Regions from separate parts of the Mus musculus genome. Here region 2 is linked to region 1. A link is a contact called in public ChIA-PET data. All regions are on one chromosome and are shown on one strand. Each heading gives the region's core, a stretch centred on a gene start, on an enhancer-like site or on the middle of the called end of the contact. The rest is flanking DNA. Distances are from core to core; before and after follow the strand shown.

Region 1 (5,894 bases), core at 1,781-4,280:
GCTGTAAGATCCTAGAACCATGAAACAAACAAGTCTCCCTGGGACTCTCTTCCTGCCTTGGATTATGCCCACTACTGGGGAGGTGGAGACGGACCTTAAAGGACACTGGATACGCCTGTTGTGGTCATATGAAAACTTCCAGTCAAGAATTCAGAACACTCTGGGATTGGCTTACAGTGAGCGGGAAGGGTGGGATGGATATGTTTTCCTATCCTAACGGGAAGCTAGTTAAATACTAAACAATTCAAACTTGTTGAGGTTTGGTCTTTTGCTGTGTATTGTAATGCTAAGTGCAGGCCCCCCAAGATCTGGTTGCCCCACAGAGAGTCTGCATGTAGAAGCAAGTGATGCTATGTGACCTTGCCCCAAGTTATTTCTGATTGGTAAATAATGATGCTGACAGCCAATAGCTGGACAGAAGAGACATAGGCAGGTTTTAGGGTTTCTGGGCCCAAGGGGGATGGAGGGGGTGGTCAAGAGAGAACCAGACAGGGGAGAAGAAGATGAGGAGGAAGAAGAAGACGCCATGGGTTAGGTGAGTTCAGGAAAACCTGGCCCTGAGGGTTGGCCAACTGGAGTTAAGAGCAGCCCAGATAAAACATAGTAAGTAATAACTCAGGGTTATTGATATGTAAGCAGATTCTAATAGCATAGAGGGTAGATATCTGCCCATCTCTTGTGCTGTTTAAGGCTATTGTAAATAATAAAACTTGTGTGTCTTTTATTTGGGAACTAAATAATCAAAGGCTGGGTAGAAATCTCAGATTGGGGTTAAAAATGTCTACAACATGGGGGCTGGAGTGATAGCTCAGCAGTTAAGTGCACTGACTGCTTTTCCGGAGGTCATGAGTTCAATTCCCAGCACCCACATGGTGGCTCACAACCATCTGTAACGGTATTGGGTGCCCTCTTCTGATGTGTCTGAAGACAGTTATAATGTACTCATATAAATAAAATAAAAAATGAATCTTTAGAGAGAGAAGAAAGAATATACTCGCCATACACAAAAACATAATAATAAAAAAATTTTTCTACAACACAAAATAGCTCCAGAAAGTCCCTGAAATTGAGCAGATTCACTAGGCTCACTCCTTCCCTGACTAAACAACAAAGATTACAGTTAGGAAGTGGCAACAAAAACAATTTTATGGTTGGGGTCACCACAACACGAGGACCTGCATTAAAGAGTTGCAGCATTAGGAAGGGTGAGGACCACTGCTTTAAGTTGCTAGTGCATCTACATGAGTTCATGTGCCCAAGATGCTAAGAGGGCAGTGGGTCTCTAGAACTGGAGTTATAAGTGTTTGGGAGCCACTTCGTAAGGTTGCTGGGACCAAATCCAAATCCTCTATAAGAGCAGTAAGTGCTCTTAACCACGGAGCCATCTCCCCTCCCCCTCCTCCCAGTGCCAGCTTCCTAGTTTATAACACAGTGGGTTAGAACAGGCTGGTTTCCAGTAAAACTTAGCAATAGCCCCAGGCTTGCTTACCTCTCACACAGGGTGAAGCCACCATCCATCATGGCTGGTACCCTCTTCATGGGGTTCACCCGGGCAAACGCATCGCTGAGGTGCTCACCTGCAGATAGTCCAGCATGAGGGAGGAGAACACTGGGGGTCTCTGATAGCCTGGGCCAAGGTCCCAGGAGGCTGAACACTAAATTCATGGTTCTTCTTGGGACTGGGCTATTCCCTAAATGGGGTGCGCAGGCAGGGCTCCTGTGAGAGAAGAGGGGGTGGCCCCTTGCCCTTGATACAAAATAGGTATCATACGCTTGACAGGTCCTTGTGGGACTTGCCCGCTAGCAGCCCTTTCTGGTCTGGATTGGTTTTCTTCCTGTTGATGCACTCCAGGTAAGTTTCTAAGTTTGCCTCCTTGCGCTCAGCCCCACAGTCCTCAGTGGCTCCCATTGCCCCGGATCAAGTGGGGGATTCTCACTCTCCCTTCGTTTCCTAGTGGAACCTGTCTCCCTCGACAGGCTTATTTTTAACAGCCTACTTGAACATCTTTTTATCAGTTCCCCCCCCCCCCCGTCCTCACCCCACCCCCACCGGGCCACCCCCTCCCCCACCGGCCTACACCATACTCTGCAAGGGCAGAACCTGTGGGGGGTTAAGTACACTGTACCTAGAGGTGACAGTGAAGAGAGACGTGAGGTTTCAGACAGAGCGGGACAAGCAGTGAGACAGTATGGAGACGGCCACAGCCCATTATGCAACACTTTCATTTTGCTACAACCCTGTCTTGCCAGAGCGCAGGGCTCTCTCAGCGGCCAGCAGGGAGGAGGCTCCAAGTTCCTGGCATACCCCCATGCAGCAGCCTCTCTCTCTTCGCAGCACAAAGAGAGGCAGAGAGAAAGGGAAAACAGAAAGTCAAGAAAAGGAACGACAAAAAGGAATTCCAATAGACCAGGTTGGCGGAGAGAGCCTGTTGCAAAGGCAAGGTACTTGCAGGGATGGCTCTGTGTAGTACTGCCCATCTCAGCACTGGGGGAAACGATCCGAGGAGTGACTGCCCAGATCTCCACATTTGTTCTCCTAGCTATGCCCTACACCCACTACTCTTCTGGAGGTCCCTGTAGCTAGGTCCAAACTGCTTGCCCGTTTCTGTTGCTAGGTCTGCACACTATTCAGTTTCAGCAGGTCCTGGCCGGCGTCTATTCCACAAACAGCAGAGTTGGCGGGAGTCCTGAACCCTGGTTCTCTCTGGTGTCTTTCTATTGTGGTCTCTAAACCAGAAAAAGCCTGGGAAGGGGAGAGTACAGAGAGAGATCCCCTAAGTCCGTCTTGCCTCCCCTGTTTCTCAGATCCCCAAAGCCGTAGCCCTGCCCACCCTTGCGCAGCTCCACCGTGTGCATCTGGAACGGGATATTGTTCTTCTTGGCGAAGATATAAATGGCGCGACAGGGCTGCGACAGCAGATCCAGGTACAGCTCCAGAACCATGGCATAGGCGGCGGGAACCACTTCTGTAACTGGCCAGACTATCAAAAAGTCCAGGCTGGCTAGTAGGGATCCCTATCAAGCCAAGTGTGGCCACGCCCCCACTGGGCGGATACCGCAGCCTGGCCCTTCTTTCTAAAGGGGGAGCTAGCTTGTGTTCCAAGAGCCCTGCAACTGGAATCTAGCACGGAATGAGCCAGAGGACACAACTGGTCTCCTCTGAGTGGGCAGAGGAGGTGTTAGAGGGCCTGGCTGCTAGTCCTCTTGTGGCCGGTTTAGTTGAAAGCAGAATGTCTTCAAAGGTATACCCACCCTATCTAGTGTGTTGTTAGAATTCCCAATCGTCCCCACTTCCCAGATGGGAAAACTAAGGTATTCCTCCGGGACCTACAAGCCAAAGATATGGACCAGCACCACCAGCAAGAAGCAAAGGATGCTGTGGGCCTTTGATGTCACTCGCATCTCAGCTCTGTCATTTGACAAGGTTGGCCTTCCTGTACCTGAGAGCATTAGCTTCTCCATCCTCTGACATTTTAGCTCCCTTTGGACTGTGATAGAGAAGTACCTTAGATGTAATTTTTGAACAGAAATGTACCATTAGTCCCAGGCCAAGGTTCCCGCAGTTTCCATATCTGATGAAGGTTATAAGGTTGTAAGGTGGGAAGTTCCTTGCTGTTTATACACATAGTGAAAGAAACGTGTAGATCCCTTTCATGAAAGGTTGAGTCCAGCCGGAAGTGGTGGCCCACGCCTTTAATCCCAGCACTTGGGAGGCAGAGGCAAGCAGATTTCTGAGTTCGAGGCCAGCCTGGTCTACAAAGTGAGCTCCAGAACAGCCAGGGCTACACAGAGAAACCCTGTCTCGAAAAAACAAAAAATAAATAAATAATAAATAAAAAATTGTCCTTATGATTCTGACAACTTTGTCCCTGAGCTTAATATTGAAACTGAGGGCCCCAAGACTGAGTGCCGATTTTTCCAGATATCATATGCCTCTTCATGGAGTCTGCCACGATTCCTGTTGGAGAAGCCTGTTATTAAGGTCCTCCATGTCCCCGGATAGCTCTCCAAGCTTGGTGCAAAATGGAGGACTCCGTTTCTCAGTGGGGTTTCCCTTTCTTTCTATGGCCTTGGTTGGGAGTATCTGAGCACAGATGCCCTACCTTGTTTGGAGGATGACCCTGTGCAGAGCTCTCTGCGAGGGCTATGTGACTCAGCACACAAGTCCCGCTCTGCTTCCTGCCCATATGATAATTAGGTGCTGTGCTCTGACCAATTAGCCCTCTCTACCTATACTCATAAGATCCCTTATGTACCCTACCCCTGAAACAACAGAGTTGTCTGGAGGTTGCTGACTCCTGGAAGTTCTTTTGTCATAATCACAGCTTGATAAATCCGTTTCCTCAGCCCTGATAGGCAGTCTATTTTGGTTGAATGAGGCTTGCTCTGGTGACCCAGTAGAAAACTCTACAAGGGATGGAACACCAAGCCGTGTTCCCAGAGACAGGTGCCTCAAACCACAGAATCCCCAACTCCATAATTCTGTGGCTATAAGTCGCACAGACAATGTCCCAAGCTTCAGGCATTCTGGCTAGACTCCACCCTCACGGTTACCTGATTATAGCCAGGTATGCTCCTCCCCATAGTTACCTGATAGCCCAGCCCACTATAAAAGGAGCTGCTTGGCCCCTGCTCACTCTCTTTAAGCTCTCACCTTTCTTACTCTCTAGCCCTCCTTCTCTCTTTCCCTTTCCCCCTCTCTCCACATGGCCATGGCTGGCCTCTCTCTCTTTCTACCTTCTCTCTCCCTGCCTTTCTACAATAAAGCTCTAAAACCACAGACTGCCTCTGTTCATCAAGGCCACCATGCTTAAATGATGGGATAGGTTTTCCCCTAATGAGCTGTGTCTAACCTCTCGCCAGAAGACTGCGCTCCAGCCACAGACCGGACCAAGGGCTCTCTCCAGAGTAGGAACCATCCAGCGCCCCCCCTCCCTCTGCCCTCTCCTCCCTTCAGCCCCAGGGCTGACTGAGCCGCTCCCTGGACCCCCATTCTGTTCTCATCTCTTTTGCAGTGTCCAGCAGTATCTGGGATGCCCGAGGCTGAGAACCTGGTACCCCAGTGGTCCAGTGGGTTCACACAGCCAGACACCCACCAGGGGCGACATGGAAAGTGTGTGGCAGTCTTCCACGTCTGCCCTCCCAGAGCACCGGAACTCTGGAGGGACGCGGGTTTTCTCCCCACTCCCTCCTTCCCCCACACTCACTGCCCCGCAAGGAGGCCCACAGATTCTAGTAAGACTTCTTTCCTAGCTTTAAATTATTTAATTGGTAGAGAAAATGAACCCATTTATGGGCTCCTTCTGAAATTCTCAAGGTCTATACTTTCCAAGCCAACCCAAGAGGAATTTGAGAGAGGATCCATCGATCTGCACTGCCACATTCTCTCTTAAGATAAATTTGAAAGGGAGTGTCCACAGCCAGGGCTAGCATGGATGGAACCCCAGGCTAGTATTTTTGTTTCTTCTTCTCTGTGTTATTCCCCACCACCATCCACCTTGGGAAGAAAAATGGAAGAAACCTATGTTCCGGTAGAGTTGAACAGCTTTCGGGATATCTGGGCTAAAACAATCACCCTTAAGGCTAATTTACTTTTTACCCACTCATATGCTCCTAGACTCCCTTGCTCTTTCTGTTCCTTGACCTAAATTTGGCTTAACAGGTGGAAAACATGGCCCCTGAGGATTTCGTTGCCTTTTCTGGGCTACTTGACCTCTCTTGTACCTTCTCACCCCATCTTCCAGTAACTGACCATTGAGGTTATAAGTGGAAAGAAATCAGGGGGCAGAAAGGGAGATTTCCTATGGGTCTAATGGGCTTTGGTCTTTGACAAGGATGGCTCATGTCACCAATTTATACCCACTCATGATTCATGACTCCCTCTGCTCCCCACA
Region 2 (5,894 bases), core at 1,540-4,039, 260 kb before region 1:
TACACTGTCGCTGTCTTCAGACACACCAGAGGAGGGCATCAGATCCAATTACAGATGGTCGTGAGCCACCATGTGGTTGCTGAGACTTGAACTCAGGACCTCTGGAAGAACAGTGGTCTTAACCACTGAGCCATCTCTCCAGCCCCTCACATTTTCTTAAACTTGACAGTAAATCCCTCCTTTGACACATGCCAGCAGTTATGACCACACTGTCCCCCAGATACTTATTAGCTGCTCTTGGAGGCTAGCCTGATTATGGCTTGCATTTGAGTCTCTGAAAAATTCTGCCACATTGTTAGGCACAAAAGCATGGTCCTAAGCAACTGCATTGGTGTTGGAAAAAAGATCTTAGGGTGTGAAAGGCCCAGGTCCTCCACAGCAGCATATGTTAATGTTTTATATGGGAGGTAGGTTCTGTGCTTAAAGACAAAATAGTTTAGGGGTTGGAGGGGGGTGGGGTTGGTTGGTTTCTTTTGTCTTAAGACTTCTAAAAAAATAAAAATAAAATAAAATCTTTGACCAGTGTTGGCTTGGTGTTAAAGGCGGTTGTCACACAAGCCTAACAGAAGTTGTCTGACCTCTACGTATACACTACACACACACACACACACACACACACACACACACCACAAACAAATAAAATGCTAAAAAAGAGAAAATGTTACCTTTGCCTCGGAGAGGGCTGCTCTTGCTGTCATGGTTAGGCTAACTGTCCATCTTAACCAGTCACATTACTGTGCACTTCGGGCAGTGAGTTGGCCCAGGCCCACTGACTGCACACAGCCCTGAGCCACCTGTGCCTTTCCCAGCGCCTTGCTCCCGTCTCTCATCAGCGAGCGTTGTGTAGTTCCCATCAGTCTCTGAAAGAACAGACAAGAATGAGATGCGTTTTGTCAGTCCACAGAACTTCCCGAGTGACTATAGAGCTTCTAGCCTCCTAGGTACATTGGGTCATAGAGTGGAAGTCTTGTGCATCTTTATGGGTAGTGTTATTTTGTTTTTGTTATTAAGCATTTTTTTCATGCAGAAAAACTCAAAAGACTAATACCCAGAATAGTACCCAGAATTAACAGATGCTACGCTAGCACTTAGGTGTCTGAATTGAGAACCAGGTTGGTATAGCTCAGTGGGTAACAAGCTTATCACACAGTGTGTGTACCTGAGCTCAGTCTATGTGTGGTAGAACCTGCTTGTAATTCTAGTACTGACAGGACCAAGATAGAATCCTGGGCTTCCTAGCCAGCCAGTCTATTCTACTTGGCAAAGTCCAGTCCAGTGACAGACCTTGTCTAAAGAAACAAAGTAGTGATGGTACGTGAGGAACAACATTTGAGGTTATCTTATGTCCTGTATATAGTCACATGCCATGGCCCTTCCTCTTATCCACACAAACAGAATTGAATACATCCGTAATAGCTCTGAGAATTTGTCATTCCTGTGCTATTATTCACACTGCTGTGCTGTCGGCACTACCTCCCACCATGACACCAGTTATCAGCACCAACTTCCACTCCTCTTCCTTCTCACCGCATGATTTGGTCCAGGCAGCCTTCCAGGCCTCTTCCAGACTGATGCCCAGGCTTCAGCTGGTGCTGTTGTGAGCATCCCAGCCCCCCTGACCTCTCTTCTTCTTCTTTGTTTCAGTGGCCGCACGAGGGAGAGGACGTGGGATGGGACGTGGGAACATCTTCCAGAAGCGAAGATAATATTCTCCATTGAAGAGAACGTTGTCCTTTCTTCTCTTTGATTATTGCAGGGGTTTTGGGGGGAGGGGGTATTACATGTGCATATGTCTTAGATTTTCTTTTGATAAACTGTTAAGCTAAATAAAATTTGGTTGTTTTGTGGTTTGTGTGAGGCTTTTTTGTTTTGTTTTGTTTTGTTTTTGAGGAAATAAGAACTGTGTGTTCGTGTTTGTAGTTTGCTTTGGCAGCAGGTTAGAATCTGACACCTTTGGACATGTACTGGGGAGATGCCAGCACTCTTCAAGCAGCAGTGTGTGATAAAGAGTGCAAGCACTTTTCAGGCCTCTTTCTAGTTGAAGGGAGAAAAGCCTAACTAAGAGAGGAACCCTGTGTTACATGAACACTCAGTGTGGCACTTTCCCAGCTAACCTGACACAGGCAACCTGACCTGTGAAGATGACTCATGCTCTGATCAGTAATACAGTAATCATAGTGTCTCAGCATTCGACAGCTCCAGAGGGAACCCTGTCTGTAGCTACTCATATTCAACTCGCTCCACACAGTGTTAGGAGCATCTCAGCATTGATAAGCACACTAATTTTTTAAAGGTTTATTTTATTATGTATGCAGCGTTCTGCTTGCATATATGCCTGCACACCAAAAGAGAACACCATCATAGATGGTTGTGAGCCACCATGTGGTTGCTGAGAATTGAACTCAAGACGGAAGAGCAAACAGTACTCTGAACCTCCGAGCCATCTCTTCAGTCCTCTTTGTTTTTTCTTGCACTTGGAGTACTCTGGTGGTTGCCTTGGCCTAATGGAGTCTTTGGTGGTGGTTATAGTTTGGTGTGCTCCTTTCCTGCAGCTTTCTTTCTCATTCAGTGTGATGCCAACTTTAGTGGGCTGATTCAAGTTGACATGTGTCGTCTCAGGGTTGGGTGCAAGCATAAGCCTGCAGCATGACCCGTCAAGCCCCACCCAGTAGGCCATGTGCGCTTCATCACCAGCTGTTTATGTGGTGAAATGTTAACATCCTTACCCTCCAGCATTTACCCTCCACCATGGCTGTGGGTTGCCAGGGGTGGGGTGGTTGACACAGATTCTCTTTACATAGACCTACTTGCTCTGTAAACTAAGTAGCTCAGACTCGGGTGCACATGCATGGACTTCCTGAGTGCCATGGTTAAGGGCGTGGGCCACTATACCCAGCCAAAAAACAAAGCTTGAGTTCATCTCTGCCTCTGTCGAATGTCATGCAGAAGAGACGGAGTGTGCCTTCATTTCTAACAGGATTGCTAGTATGTGTTGGAAACCATTTCTTTCAGGCTGGGCATGGTGGTATAGACCATAATCCCAGCACTCAGGCAAGTGGATTTCCAAGCTCAGGGCTTGCTACTTAATGAGTTCAGGCCAGCCTGGGTTAGACACTTTTCCTCCCCTCCCCTCCCAGAATACATACATACACCTTACATATTTACACATGCTTAGATTTTTTTTTTAATTCACTTTTTGAGGATGCCTGCCAGCACACATGTGAAAGTCAGAAGACAACTTTTGGGAGTTGCTCTCCCATCTTCTTTGGAATCAAACTTAGGTTGTCAGGGTTTACAGTAATTCTGCCCGCCCCCTCCAGCTTTTAGCTCATCACTTCTTTCAAATGTGTCTGCTTAGCCTTTGCTGTCCCAGTTTTGTGCACTATCATTTGTGTTCCCCAGCACCTGTCTTCCTGATTGTAATTCTGCCACTGCCATCCATACTTGTTATATCATGACTGGTTAAATTATGACTAGTAAGCCACGGAGTAGTGCTGAAGACTGTTCCCTGGGAGTAAGTCCCGTGTGCGGCCACCTGCTGGTATCTTGACTTTTATCTTGGCTTTAGTCCCTGTATATCCCTGGATCAAAGACTTGGAGCCTGTTGCTATTTATCTGTTCTTTATCTGTAGTCTGAACTGGTTTACCCTGCTGTTGTCACCCCAAGTTCTTGCCATCCCCTTCCTCAGCTCAACTCCTGTTTTCAGTGTAGGTTCTTTCTGTTTGGTTTATTTTATTGTATTAATAAATGGTGCATGAAAAGTTTGTTTGATTATTCCAAGACTGCCTATCTGAATTTTAAGTTAGAACCTGCACTCCATCCAATTGAATGATGTGTTCAGTAGGGAGACAGGACCAAACAACTACTTGTCCCAGGTAGCAAAACAAAGACAGGTCCAAGTACAGATATTACCAGAATCCAACTTGGTGAACCAATAAATTGAATTAGGAGTATTTATAAGAATATGGGTGGAGGGTTACCTACAGGAGCAGAAAATGACAAGTGTATCACCAAAACTTAACCCAGCATGGGTTCTGACATAGACCTGAAAACCTGGAGTGCACAGCATGACCTGCAGAGAGCACAACAGATGGGAGACTGTCCTTTCTAGACAGCTCGCATGGACTGGTCTGAGCCTCTTCCAGGCAACTCAGCTTGCCTACGTGTAGTGTGTTTCGGGGGGGGGGGGGGGGGTAAGAAGCATGTTGAGTCTGATCAGTTTCAGGACTTTCTTCTAAGCCTTTTGAGTTGTTCCATTCCCGAACCTAAGGGCATGACAAGGCTAGATATGATGGTCCATACCTTTAATTGCACTTGCAAGCCAGAGGCAGGCAGATCTCTCTGTGAGCTTGAGGTAACTGATTTTTTTATATAAGTTTTTGGTTATTGGTTTGTTTGGTTTGGTTTTGATTTTTCAAGACAGGGTTTTGCCGGGCAGTGGTGGCACAAGCCTTTAATCTCAGCACTCGGGAGGCAGAGGCAGGTGGGTTTTCTGAGTTCGAGGCCAGCCTGGTCTACAGAGTGAGTTCCAGAACATCCAGGGCTATACAGAGAAACCCTGCCTCGAAAAAGAAAAAAAAAAAAAAAAAAAAAAAAGACGGTTTCTCTGTGTAATCCTGCCTGTCCTAGAATTCACTCTGTAGTAGATCAGGCTGGCCTCGAACTCACAGAGATCTACCTGCCTCTGCTGCCTAAGTTCTGGGATTAGAAGTGTGCACCATCACTGCCTGGCTAAAAATACGTTTTTTTTTTTTTTTTTTTTTTTAAAGAATGAAAGCTGACACCATAGCACCAGTAACTAGTCCGTCCCCCCCACCCCAAAGACAACATGTAACATTGGTTCTGATCTCAACTACTGTTTTCTTATATACAGCAAAGTTTAGACTCCACCTGTGGTACCAACTATCCCAGCATGAACAGTTTTTTGCTGAATATTCCATATTTAAATTAAGCATAGGATTTTGTTTTCTGCTAGTGGCCAAAGCAAAAGAACGTAATTAGATTTACAAATGTCCCTGAAAAGAAAGCAGACAATACATGAAATTAGTTTTCAAAATTTCAGGCCTCTGATACTGAAGGAAATTAATTCCTAATAAATAGGGGAGTTACCCACTGTCCAGCTTACGTTTTACAAAGAGATTCCACCCTTTGCACCATAAAGCAAGGACTGAGCCTCCCTGGAACCTCCTGTTATGAAGAATCAAAGCTAAGAAATAAAAGCCTGAAGAAGCCAGGCTCTCTGAAGGGTGGTCTTGAGTACTGAGCAGAATATGGATCCACACATGATTGAGAAAGCAGGCTACAGGGCTGGCGAGATGGCTCAGCCAGTAAGAGCACCGCTTGCTCTTCGGAAGGCCCTGAGTTCAAATCCCAGCAACCACACAGTGGCTCACAACCATCCGAAATGAGGTCTGACACCCTCTTCTGGTGTGTCTGAAGTCAGCAGCAGTGTACTTATTTATAATAATAAATAAATCTTTTTTTAAAAGAGAGAAAGCAGGCCAGGCAGGGAAATCTGCTATATATAAATTTTGCATGCTGTCTTAGCTGTGGAGTTGTTGAAGGCTTGTGGTCTAGCAATACATTCTGGGAAGTTTTACCTGATAATCTCAGGGTTATTAGGCTAGACATGGAGGTGGGTGATAGGTGGCTATTAAGCAGACCAAAGCTATATGGAGATGATTTGACTCTGGGTCTGACAAATTCCAAATCTCCATAGTTAATCAGTTGAATCTTTAACACAAGTATGGTGCGGGATTTTTCTGGAAAGCGCAGTTCACCTGGAGAAGCACCAAGGTTGAGTCAGGAAACTACTGGGCCCAGGGGAGACTGGCTTGAGGCCCTGACAGTGGTTTTCTGTGTGGGACAAGTTTTCTCAATGGGCTCTGGGTAA

Evidence for each region. ChIA-PET counts read pairs in DNA pulled down with a chosen protein or histone mark.
Region 2: an RNA polymerase II ChIA-PET map of effector CD8 T cells shows a contact between it and region 1, with 8 read pairs. The contact joins the enhancer-like site here to the promoter of Gstt1 in region 1. A contact is called at or near these places in 7 of 39 promoter capture datasets (the HPC-7 cell line, HPC-7-derived erythroid cells, the SN4741 cell line and 3 more), 1 of 484 Hi-C or Micro-C datasets (bone marrow-derived macrophages), 1 of 115 datasets of contacts at active chromatin or transcription factors (effector CD8 T cells) and 2 of 9 other capture datasets (adipose tissue and liver).

Annotation. Positions count from the first base shown.
Region 1 is chr10:75,795,554-75,801,447 of GRCm38.p6, forward strand. Gstt1 (glutathione S-transferase, theta 1) reads right to left here and starts at 3,031. Exons shown (of 5, transcript NM_008185.3): 1 at 2,832-3,031; 2 at 1,490-1,577. The coding sequence starts at 2,943.
Region 2 is chr10:75,533,617-75,539,510 of GRCm38.p6, forward strand. It overlaps Snrpd3 (small nuclear ribonucleoprotein D3), which reads left to right. Exons shown (of 4, transcript NM_026095.4): 4 at 1,645-1,824. The coding sequence ends at 1,706. Among named protein-coding and RNA genes, the nearest start is that of Snrpd3, 19 kb to the left of the region's middle. Within about 2 kb of position 2,790, at least 28 of the 459 cell types and tissues checked have an H3K27ac peak or open chromatin away from gene starts, as enhancers often do. A contact at or near this core is called in effector CD8 T cells, where this site is marked.